Regions from separate parts of the Mus musculus genome. Here regions 2 and 3 are each linked to region 1. The links are chromatin contacts, called in public Hi-C maps. All regions are on one chromosome and are shown on one strand. The core of a region is the stretch at or near the end of the contact, and the rest is flanking DNA. Distances in the headings are between cores, read along the strand shown.

Region 1 (3,874 bases), core at 990-3,489:
GGGTGATTTCTATTGCAGGTGTGTCATCTTTGCACCAGCACAAAGTCATTAAGATGGGAATTACCTATGATCCAAATTTATTTAAGAACTGCAGGTATCTGCTATGGGCAGAAGACAAAGTATAAGGGGCAGTCCTGTGGCTTGCCTGCCTCTCTGGCTTTGGCTTACCCACCTGCTTCTCCCTGAGGTTTGGCAGAATGGAAGGATTGCTGATGTCACTTTCTGTGCTTCTTTACTCGAACCCTGCCCTTCCTTCACAGACTGTGATTCCAAGACTCCTCCTTCACCAAATCCACTGAATCTTCAATGGCGCTCTCAATCCATGACCACTACACTCATCATGACCACTATACTGATCATGAATATACCACTGCATCTTCAATGGCTTTCTCAATCCATGACCACTACACTCATCACTGAGGGATAGATTTTGTGTCTTTTTCGTATTTATATTCTTAAGAGAGTACAACCAATAATCTGACACAGAATACTCATTCAGTATTGTTTATCCTCATTCAGTTATGTTTAAATACAAGTTTTGGGGAATTTTTTTCAATTGGATATCTTAGAGACAACTTGTTTAGTTAATTCCACTTAAGACGTTTCCAAGTGAATGAGCTAAAATAATTTCTCTCGTTTACATAACAAAGAATCACGCACCATTTTCAACATCCTTCATTGAGCCCTAGGCCTTAAAACTAGCAACTAACAAGTTTATGTGAAACTGAGATACAAAGTAAGGTGGACATTTCTGGGAAGCTTTTAAAGTTTCTTGCTTATACTGTTGGCTTCTATTATTTTCTCTTCCCATCTTTATACCTACTCTATGGTTCTATTTATCTGCCAAAACTGCTTAAGATACCAGGAATTCAACTATCAGAACTGGGGTTTCCGGCCCTCTGATCCAAATCAGCACCCTTTCTAGTCTCCAGTTCCTTGACCTTTTTTTTCTCTTCATGATATTTATAACACTCACAATAATTTTATTATTATTTATTATTAAATTATGTATTTATTATTTTCCATCTCTACCAGTTAAATGGAAGCCATGTCAAATCATAGATTTTATTTGTTGTGTTCAATACTAAGTTAGCAGAAGATGGGGCAATGTTTCCTACTAGGTGCTAATAAATATTTGCTGAATAAATAAAGTGAATGAGAATCTTGGTATATTCTGAATATGAAGTTATGATTTGGGATTTTTAAAAAAGATATGTTGTTTTCCCTAGGTTCTTTATCAATGGCCCCCAAGAAACTTTTGTATCTTAGACAAAAGATAAATAAGATTTATTTAATTAAATGTCAACTAGGGCTGGTCCATTTTCTTTACCTTGGCCTGATGTGTGACAACTTCCTCCAAAGAAAAAAAAACCTTCCATCTTCAAGGGAAAGCTCCTCAAGACACAGAATGTTCTAAAGCAAGGTGAAGCAATCTGTCGGGAGAAGTAGATAACTCAAAAGCTTCAGGAAGTCCCTGAAACTGACCAGATTAACTATGCCCCTCCCTACACAAGCTTATTTAAGTAGTAAAGGCTTTAGAGAAATATTCTCAGGGGAGCCAAGCTACCTGGATTCCATTGATCCGATCAGCTGCTTATAAGCAGCTCAGATTCCCCTAGATGCCTGGAAAATATATTCTCCAACCTGTTGAACAGTGTTTGGGTTTTATGAGCCATCACTCATGCTAAGGTGGGCTTTGGCGATGCTATGTTTGAGTCAGGTAAGTAAACTCTCACTCATACTCTTATAAGTAACCTCCGTAAAATTCATCCCACCAAGTTCGACTTTGCTGATGTCAGTATTTTGGTCTGCCCTTGGTTCCTTACTGGATCAGTAGATCTTTGTTTGTATCTCTCCAGGAATAGTGTCACACAACACGTTATAATAACAGTCATTCATTTTCTTTAGTTATAAGATGAGAGGGAGGGTAGAAGGCAAAGTGAACACTGGCATAATGACACTAGTCAATCCATCAGAGACTGGATAGCACAAGGCATGTCTATTATTAGATCTTGGTGATAACACAGGTAGGACTTGAAGTAGCCATTACCATGCAGAGCCATTTCAGTCACCCCCAGAGTGAAATACCAGGTACAGTCTATAGTCAAAGAGACAATTAAATCACCTGGAAAAGTTTTTTAAAACACATTCAACCTCCTTCTCTCCATCCCTCAGACACAATAGATCTGGTGAGGACATGGCCTGGATTTCAGGAAACCTTATCAACAGGTCTGGTGTGCTGTTTATTTTGGGAGCTGTCAGTTCAATAAACAGTAACTGACTGGCATGGATAGAGCTGAGCTCACATGGACAATGGTGACCAGAAGAGCAAGCATGGGGTAGAAGTTAGAGTTCAAATTCCCTCTGCCATTTTCTGACTATTGGACCTTTAGGAGTCATGTGAATTTTCTTTTCTTCCACCGTACAATTAATGTAATAGAGATCACTATGCCCATTGTGGCCCTCCATACGTGCATCTTTGTGAGAACCTGTTGATTTTCTAAGCTACTTTTCTAGTAATGAACAAACATAGAGCTGCAAAGCACTACACAAATGTTCAGGGTCATCATGAATCATTGTTATTATTACAGTAGTAACCCAAAGATGCCGAAATGCCATGCAAAACTCCCTCAGTTATGCCCTGGGTTGTCTTGAAGCAGCTGTGGCACAGGACTCTGGAAGTAGTATTACTCCCTTGTCCCTAGGACACCCATGAAATGTCATGACGCCTTCAGTGCTAGAGACTAGGAACAGGGTCTGGGTCTTTGTACCCTCCGAGCCTCACAAATGTGTATGTTGAGCAAGTCACTTGACTTCTCCAGGCCCTGGCTTCTCCACTATGAAGTGAGGAAGGCAACTGAACATGCAGGTATTGGGCTGCTCCCCAGGCAAAGTATTTATGGGTGTCATGAGGTTGAAACTTCCCAGGCTCAGATTGCATTCACTGAACCCATGCCCAGAGGTTGCTTTTTCTCAGAGGAAGTGTACCTCTGTCTGCATCATCAGCCTGTTAAGAAGCCTTTTTCCAACAGGCAGTAAAATTCTGTGTGTGTGAACAGTTGTTCCGGTGGTGCCTACCAGGATGTCTGGACACTAAATAAGAAAAGAAGGGAAATGTTTAGCAAGGTGTTGGACACTCAGCAGGACACATTCCAAGGTAGCTGTTAATAGAATGTTAATAGAATGACATCCGTTGTTATGTATTGTAATGCTAAATACTGGTTCTGAAGATTTGGCTGCCCCCTGATGAGGGGCATCAGGATCAGGATCTCCTTAGCAAGTACACCAAATGGTGCTATATAACTTTGCTCCTTGATTTAAAACTGTTGGTTATGTAAAGAAGAAGAGAGGTAGGCAGAGTTTCAGTTCCTGGGCTTGGGGTCTGGGGCAGAGACCACGAAGAGGAAAAGAAAGAAAAGAGAAGGGAGAAGACTCCATGGGTAGGTGGATCATGAGAACACAGCCATTGTTCTCAATGCCTGGCCAATTGAAGAAGACAGGGAAGTAGACATAATAGCATAGAGGGTTGATATCAGCCCAGCGCCAGTCTTTTAAGGCTTATTATAAATATAAAATTGTATGTCTTTTACTAGGGAACTAAATATTAAAGGTGGGGTAGGAACTCCCAATGGTTACTTACCACAATAGATATCAGTAGTGCACTCACGGGATGAGAACACAACACTCATCCCTAATGCTGGTACTAAGCTGGGGCAGCTGGCATGCCCCTAGGAACAGTGTGAGGCCCAGAGACAGATAGAACCATGAAAGTCATCATTAGATCCAAGCATGAATCCAGGAGACATTTCAACAGTGGCCCTATGGTTTAAATTGTAAATAACAACAGCACGGCTATGACCATCTAATTTACTAC
Region 2 (4,258 bases), core at 155-2,654, 140 kb before region 1:
AAACTGTATAAAAACTCGCTGAATGGGCTACCCAGGGTTGCCACCTCTCCTTCTGGTGTAGTACGACCCCAGTGCACTGGAACAATAAATTCCTCTTGCTTCTGCATCAATCCCTGGCTCCGTGTTGTTCACACGGGGGTCCCCAGTAACTAAGGCTTGGCAGAGTCTTACAGATACACACACACACAGAGGGACACAGACATATACACAGACATGTACACTCATACCCACACATGCAGATATATACATATTATACCCCCAGACACCAACACAGGGACACACACATAGGGACACAAACATATACACAGATACACAGAGACACACACATATACATAGATCTACCTACACACACACACACACACACACACACACACACACACACACACAGAGTAATATAGACACAGACAGACAGACACACACACACACTCAAAGGCACACACATAGACACATACATACACACAAATACAGGGACACAGACACAGTCATATACACAGACATACACACTCACACACACACACACAGGGACATAAAAACAGATATACATCACACAGAGATACACACACAGACCTACAGATATACACAGACACACAGAGATATACACACAGATACACATTCACACACAAACACACAAGGATACAGACACAGAGAGGGACATACACATAAACACACACACAGACCCACACTCAGATACAGACACAGAGGGGGACATACACATAGAAACACACAGACACACACACATAGACATAAACACACACAGTGACACACAGATATACTCAAAGACACAGACACACAGATAAAATGAAATAAGACACAACGTAAAGTGTTCAGTATAACATGTTAATTGCAAATTAAAGCAATCATGAGTTCCACTGCTTCTTTAAACAGTGCTACTGAGAGAGCGAGGGTCAGGAGCGCTCACCCACTGCTGCTGACAATGGGACATGGCTCAGGTGAGACAGCTGAACAGGTCATTACTGCGAAACACACCCGTTGGTATTCACCCAAATGGGTTTAAGATTTATTTCCACGTGTAAATGTGTACACACTCAGTGTTTACAGCCACTTTAGTCATCACTAGTGAAATTCAAGAGCAATCAAGATGTCCGGTGGCTGGAAAGATGAACTATGGTATAACCAGACAACAGAGTGGTAATTAGAAGTGAGTTATAAAGACACAGAAGGCACAGTAGACACTTAAGTGACTATTAAAGGCCAATATGAAAAGGCTGTAAATTGTGATTCTAATTAGAAAGCATTGTGCAAGAGTTAAAGTTATGGAGGCAGTCCAAAGACCAGAAGTTGCCAGAGACTAGGGAAATGGAGGGACGCCTAGGCAGAGCAGAGGGTTTTTAGGGCAGTGAAATGGATGCGAATGCCACAGTGGTGCATGTCTGTCACTATACACCCGTCAAAAGCACAGAATTTAAATAGAAAGCAGTGCTGTAATTCACCCTGTGTACTTCATGCTGTAATGGGTGGACTGCCCTTTGGCAGATATTGATCGTGGTAGAAATGTATGTGAGGGCAAGGGGCAAATGTGGGCACTGTGCATCAGTTAAAGTTTGTTATGAACCTCAAAGGGCTCTAAAAGCAGTCAATTTGAAAAGATACCATTTGTATTATAATGATTATTATTTATTGGGCTTTGGAATTAAAGATATAAAGTGATGTGCATTTATTTTTCAGAGATTGTTTTCGTTGCACATGTATTGTGTGCATGTTCTCATGGGTGTATGTGCACATGTGTTTGTAGTGCATGGCTGTGTATATGTAGGCCAAAGGTTAACATTGAGTGTCTTCACCTCCTCATCTTACGTATTAAGGTAAGACCTCTCCTTTGAACCCAGAGTTCATCAACTCTGTCTAGATGGGCGGTTTTCACCCTTCCTAATGCTGTGACCCTTTAATACAGTTTCTCATGTTGTGGTGACCCCCAACCATAGCATTACGAATTGTAATGTAAATATCTGTGTTTTCCAATGGTCTTAGGAGAGCCCCCGAAAGGGTCCAGATTACCAGCTTGTCCTGGGGCTCTCCTATCTGTGTGTCCCGTGTATTAGATTACAGAAGGGTGGTCATGCCTACCTGAGTTTACACGGGCACTGTCTCCAGCTCAGTGGTCTGGATAGATTTTGTCTATCCACTGTATGCTAATTAGCTCTTAATCCAGTGTGCAAAATTATCATCATTGGAGGCATTTTGACATTTTGGGTATAGGGGCTGGAGAGATGGCTCAGCAGTTAAGAGCACTGACAGCTCTTCTGGAGGTCCTGAGCTCAAATCCCAGCAAGCACACGGTAGCTCCCAACCATCTGTAATGAGTGAGATCTAACACCCTCTTCTGGTGTGTCTGAAAACAGCTATAGTGTACTTACATATAACAAATAAATAAATCTTTGAAAATTAAGTACACAATAAACTAACAAGATATCAAAAACAAACTTTAAAAAAAATGGTTTTAGAGCTTTATTGTAGAAAGGCAGGGAGAAAGGAGAGAAGGTAGAAAGAGAGAGGCCAGCCACGGCCATGTGGAGAGAGTAGGAAAGGGAGAGAGAAAAGGAGGGCTAGAGAGTAAGAAAGGTGAGGGTTAAAGAGCCAAACTTTTTTTTTTTAAAGAAATGTTGGGTATAATTTCAATCTTCTTATAAACAGACCATCCTGAATCCTGTAAACCATGAGAGAAGAAAATACTCTTTAGGGTAACTGTCTGACACTATGCATCTCTTCATGGTGTGATAGAGCATTGTTGATTTGTGAATTATTTCTCATATGGTGAGGTAAACAACGGTGACCTTTGTAAGCACCCAGACTGGGTGCAACATACATTGTAGAGATAGATGATAGCCTCTCTCAGATTTGGCTTCTGTAGGTAAGAAATATACCATATACCAGAAATATTCACTATACTCTGTCAAAACTGCTATAAAACTCTGGTGTGAGTGAAGCCAACCTTCAGTGAGGACAAATACAACTTAAATTTAATTATAAGTAATAAGACAAACTCTCGAATGGTCCTCGTTGGTCTTTTTATGATTGCCTGGCAGACTGTTCCAACGTGAATAAAAATTTTAATTATAGAATGTATTTTGCCATCCACAAATGGACTGGACTGGAGCCTCTCCCAAGCTTATACCATAATTTATTCTTCTTATAATTTTCAGAAGCCTAGAACAGTGGTTCTCAGCCCTCTTAATGCTGTGACCCTTTAATATAGTCCCTCATGTTGTGGTGACTCTCAACCATAAAATTATTTTTGTTGTACTTCATAACTGAACTTTTGCCTACTGTTGTGAATCATAATGTAAATATCTGTGCTTTTTGATGGTCTTAGGCCACCCCTGTGAAAGAGTCATTCAACTCCCAAAGGGGTCATGCCCCACAGGTTGAGAACCACTGGCCTGAAATGCAATTCTATATGAACACTGCATGAACCTATGGTATCTGCAGATCACTGCTGTTGTCTTGGTGCAGTCAGACCACAGAACCCATCAGCACCGAACACCATAGCCTATGAGCTGCACCCGGTTTGCCTCTACTGGGGACCAAAGTGAGTTAGTTCAATGGATGGTAAGGGAACAGTTCTGGGCCATTGGTATTGCCTCTTTCAGAGAAGGACTCAGGCTTCTTGGGAGGACCATTGGCTCAAGGGAGTCAAACGCAGGTGACATCCCAGCTAGATGTGATGTCTGTCCTATCTCCTTCACTTATTGCTTCTGTCTACTGTGGAATCGTTTTAGTAGAACCTAGAAAATGGAGGGAGGCTCCATGCATAGCCTGGCAGTCCCTTTGCACTGAAGCAGAAAAGCCCAGGTTGGCCCATTACTCTTTAAGCTTGTAGCAATCTGGGTTTTGTTATTAATGCAAAGAAGGTAGTCTGAGCCTTTCAGGAGAAATGGTTGTGAAGTCTTCATTTGCTGCTGTTATGATCTTGTAGATGGACGAATACCCAAATCACCAAAGGGAGAGTATGCTTTCATTTTGAGCACCAAACTCAGGGCTCTCCTGGGGAAGTCCTGGGAGAGAAAAGCTGATATCCATCTATCTAAGGGTGTGTGTCTTGTGCCCCAGGAAGAGGCTGAGAATATAGAGATGAACAAAAGATAGTTCTTATCCTTGAGGCTCTCAGTCTCATATGGGCTGTGAGCATGATAAATAGTAGAAGATACCAGTCACTTCCTGAGTACATTGGATGGAAAAGATAACATTGGAGCAAGACTGTGGAGGACTAAGAGAAGATATCACAGGAGCAGTGCGGGGA
Region 3 (4,085 bases), core at 1,418-3,917, 190 kb after region 1:
TTATCAATTTTTTATTTTAATGAATTGAAAAGACACGAACTGTTTGAATAACCTTGTTTCCCTCTTGCCTATATTGGAAAGACTTCAAATATATTTTATTCATGCTGCAACCTGACTTATACCTCTAAGCTAAGCATTCTAAGAGGCGTCAACCCAGAGCATCTGAAATGTTTTGCCAAGGACCTGTCAGAACACCTTGAGAAAACAAACCACCCCATGATTCTAGTCTTACACAACATTAGTGATCTCACAGCTAAAATATGTCTGAACCATCCAATGGTAGAGGCTACTCAACAAATGCACAGACCTTTTCTTGTTGTTGTCGATAGATATTTTCTGAATTCCTTGAACTATTTCTAAACCATTGTATTTTCAGGTAATAGCTATCTTTAAAAGATTCTGTCCTGGGGATTGGAGAGATGGCTCAGCAATTGCAGAAGACCAGGGTTTGATTCCCAGCACTACATGGTGGCTCACAACCATCTGTAATTCTGATTTTAGGAGGATATGGTATCTTCTTCTGGCCTCTGTGGGCACTGAACACATGTGGTTCATATAAATACATGCAGGTAATAATCCTAGACTCCTAAAAATAAATCTTCAAATAAAATAAAGACTCCAGAACCCTTTATCCCAAAAACATTAATATGTGAGTGTCCTTTTCCCCTTTTGCATATAATAAAGTGCCTGAGAGCCTTGTTTTGGGAGAGTGAAGGCCAATGAGCAGTGTACCCTGTTGCTGGTTTTCTTATTGTATAATCACGTGACTATTTTCAGTGGTGATGAAAGAAACACCCTGTCACATGCTTATGCCTAGCTCTCTCCTGACTGGTCCATGAGGGTGGGTGTTTTTTTTGAGTCTGGAATAATTTATCATCCTGATAGCTAAACTCTGGTGCCACGCACACTGGAAAATGCCACGCACTCTGGTCAAGTCTGCTTGACAGGCTGAGAAGCCTGAAAGCACTCACTCTGAAAAGTGTGAGTTTCACAGAAACTCACCTCCTGGAGCTTTGGCATTCTCATTAACCTATATACTCATACCCTATTCCCGAGTTAGTCTGGTATATGGAACTACGAGCTCTCTTTTAATATTTTATTATAAATGCCTTTTAAGATTAAATTCTGATATAGTTAAGTCTCCTCAGTGTTCCAAGGTCTCAGAAGCCTATGAGCGTAGAATCCAGTAGGAATGCAGTAAAGAGGTTACCTATTCAGTAACTAATTAAGCATTACAAAAGATGGAGTCAGTGGCTGGGAGCTGGTCTGCAAAGTATTTGCTAGGGACTGTGGCAAATCGCACCCAAACAAGAGAATACCATGAAAGAGCCAGGGAATCCCACTGAGATAGAAATCTTCAGTACAGGCTACATTGTATATTAGAAGCAAGATTGATGAATTCTCCTAACAAATGGAGATTCTCTAGATACTTAAAAGTTACACTCATATAAGAATTTAGCAAGGCCTAGGAAATAGGGGGGTTGTGATATTGCATTATTCATGAGGCCTGCCAAGAGCAGAACACACCCCCCCCCCCCCCCCCCCCCGTGCTAGCCTTCACAAGGATCAAAGGTAGAGCACTAGAGTGTGAAATCCTTACCTGTCACTAAGCTGACCCTAGGCAGGACTGCTTTATCTTCTTTACTGTAAACATTTACCTGGTTCCTGTAAATCCTTTTGAAATCATTCCTTTGTTTTGTGTCAGGCAACTTCAATGTACTTTGCCTGCTGTGACTCCCGGACCCCTTGTATTTTCTGTACTATATAACACTGGTGTTTACTTTGTGAGAATACATTCAGATCACCCACCAACACCTTGCCCACCTGCCCCAGAGACTCGTTCCATGCAGACAAAGGGACCCAGAGGGTCTGCTGCACTCTGGGTCCTTCTAGTGCCAGAGCTCCTGAATAGCCCACACATTTCTTTTTCCTTCAACTGCAATCTACCCCTTAGAAATAAATGAGCTTTCCCTAAGCCCTGTAATTAGAATTCAAATGTAATATTCAAATAGCCTATAATTAGAATATAAATAGCCTCTAAGTAGCCCATGCAAATGAAGGTATTAATGAATTACAAATCACTAAAGGAAATAAAGGGGGTGGCAGGCCATCCCTATGCTGGTCCCCTCCAGCCATGCAGTTGTGTTCAACAGCCTGCTAGAAGTCAGGGTCTTTTGGCTGGGACAGACCTCAAACTTGCTTCAATAAGGGAAAAAAACAAAAAAAAACCCAAAACATGTTTTATATAATTCACAAATACCCCTGACACACACACACACACACACACACACACTACAAAATTTTTTGGTTCGTTTTGTTTGTGGTAGGTAGGGAAAGAACCCCCCCCCCCCCACACACACACACACACGTACACACTCCTTCCACACTGCTGCTTATTAAGTAAAACAATTCTTCTATGGCATTCCTACTGTGTTTTTAGAACTATTTTAGATACACGCTTTCTTTCATTGAATTTTCCAGGAGAAGACATGAAAGACCATTCTCATTCTCACTTGTAGACAGAAGAAAGCAGGACTCTAGAAAACCGACTTGTCCAATCTTGTAATTTTGGTAGTAAAACGTTGCTACATCCCAAACAGCTCACTGGAACAGAAATAGACTGTTAATGTTTTTTGGTCATGCCAATATAAAAGAGGAAAATAAATATTGACTCTAAGAATTAATCTCAAGGTTCAACTATTGCAACATAAGGGTAGATTTGGCTCTCACCTGTCAGTTGTAACTCCCATTCTGACCCCGCCCCCAGGCCCTTTGAAACTAATGCTTTATCTCTTACCACTTTATGCCTTTCTTCTCTCTTTTTTTTTTATTTTTTCATTAAATTTCAAATTAGCACAAAATATGCACAAGAAGGTAGCTAGAAGGATGATCATGTTAATAAGTTGGTGAGAGTTGTTGAGGCAGTCTTTGTGGATAGGGAACACACATTTACATGAGTGTACCTGTGTGTGTGCAGGTTTGCGTGACATGCTCTGTGTGTGAAGGCACAAGGACCAAGCCTTTCTTAATGGCTTCCCCTCAGGTCTCTCACTGAACCCAGAGCTCATGGAGTCAGCTAAACTAGCTGACCAGTACGAACTTCTTACTCGAGCCTCCTTAGTACTGGGATTATGGGTTCATTTGGCAATGCCTCGTTTCTCTTCCTTTGCTGTGATAAATACACTCTGACTAAAAGCAAAACAGCAACTTAGAGGAGGAAAGAGTTAATTTGGCTTAATCAGAAAACATGAAGGAATGCAGTTTGCTCGCTCTCTCTCTCTCTCTCTGTCTCTCTCTCTCTCTGGCTCCTGCTTTGTTAGCTTTCTTATATAGTGTAAGATGCACTGATCAGAGCATGGTGCTGCCCAGTGACTGTGCCCTTCTACACAAGACAATCAAGACAATCTCTTCACTGGCATGCCCACAGACCACCCTGATAAAGACAATTCTTTAACTGAAACTGTTTTTCAGGTGATTTTAGGCAGTATCAAATTTATAGTGAGTGCTGAGACACTAAACTAAAGCTATCTTTTTTTTTTTTTTTTTTTGATGGTTATACCAGGAGAGATGGATAGCAGTCTATAGGGTAGAAACTAAGGATTGTGAATAAAGTAAAAGCTTTTTTTTTAAAAATCTGAATTTAAAAATCTATGAGTGGAGGGCAGAGTTGAGGGAAGAAGAAGGAAGAGGAGAGAGATCTCGAGGGAAATGTTCAATATCTGTGGCACAAGAAGAGACCACGGAGACAGTGTGCTAATAGAGTAATCAGCTGCTGAGAAGGTGACTACAAAAAACTGAACTTCCAGTGTTCCAGGCACCCTGAGGGAACTTCTCAACAACCCTACAGAATAGTGAATGAATATGAGGAGCACTGTTCATACACCAAAGATCAGAGACCCCACATAACCTGCCCTGGGACACAGCCAGTCAGCAGCACTGCTGGGTAGGAAAAACATCTGGTTGAACCTGGTGTTCCAAAGAGCTGATGGGGGAGTTGGGGTGCCAGGATACTACAAGAGAGTTCTGGGAATAAGCAAACATGGGTCGCAGGTCGATACTTGCTTCTGAATAACTAAGGCCTAGAA

The links. Hi-C and Micro-C count contacts between places; a contact is called where the count stands out from the background.
Region 2: a Hi-C map of liver shows a contact between it and region 1, with 1.9 times the contacts expected there. The contact joins two enhancer-like sites. A contact is called at or near these places in 1 of 39 promoter capture datasets (liver), 4 of 484 Hi-C or Micro-C datasets (forebrain, liver, nephron progenitors and 1 more) and 1 of 9 other capture datasets (adipose tissue).
Region 3: a Hi-C map of liver shows a contact between it and region 1, with 2.0 times the contacts expected there. The contact joins two enhancer-like sites. A contact is called at or near these places in 2 of 484 Hi-C or Micro-C datasets (both in liver) and 2 of 9 other capture datasets (liver and pancreatic islet).

The regions. Positions count from the first base shown.
Region 1 is chr5:151,220,737-151,224,610 of GRCm38.p6, forward strand. It overlaps a transcript of Stard13 not described here. Among named protein-coding and RNA genes, the nearest start is that of Gm52834, 8.9 kb to the right of the region's middle. Within about 2 kb of position 2,240, at least 8 of the 459 cell types and tissues checked have an H3K27ac peak or open chromatin away from gene starts, as enhancers often do. A contact at or near this core is called in liver, where this site is marked.
Region 2 is chr5:151,079,002-151,083,259 of GRCm38.p6, forward strand. All of the region lies in intron 3 of Stard13 (StAR-related lipid transfer (START) domain containing 13), which reads right to left. Among named protein-coding and RNA genes, the nearest start is that of Stard13, 110 kb to the right of the region's middle. Within about 2 kb of position 1,405, at least 7 of the 459 cell types and tissues checked have an H3K27ac peak or open chromatin away from gene starts, as enhancers often do. A contact at or near this core is called in liver, where this site is marked.
Region 3 is chr5:151,407,499-151,411,583 of GRCm38.p6, forward strand. It overlaps 1700028E10Rik (RIKEN cDNA 1700028E10 gene), which reads left to right. Exons shown (of 4, transcript NR_045700.1): 3 at 377-569. The region is part of intron 1 of Gm3704 (predicted gene 3704); the gene reads left to right. It also overlaps a transcript of Stard13 not described here. Among named protein-coding and RNA genes, the nearest start is that of Gm3704, 3.0 kb to the left of the region's middle. Within about 2 kb of position 2,668, at least 12 of the 459 cell types and tissues checked have an H3K27ac peak or open chromatin away from gene starts, as enhancers often do. A contact at or near this core is called in liver, where this site is marked.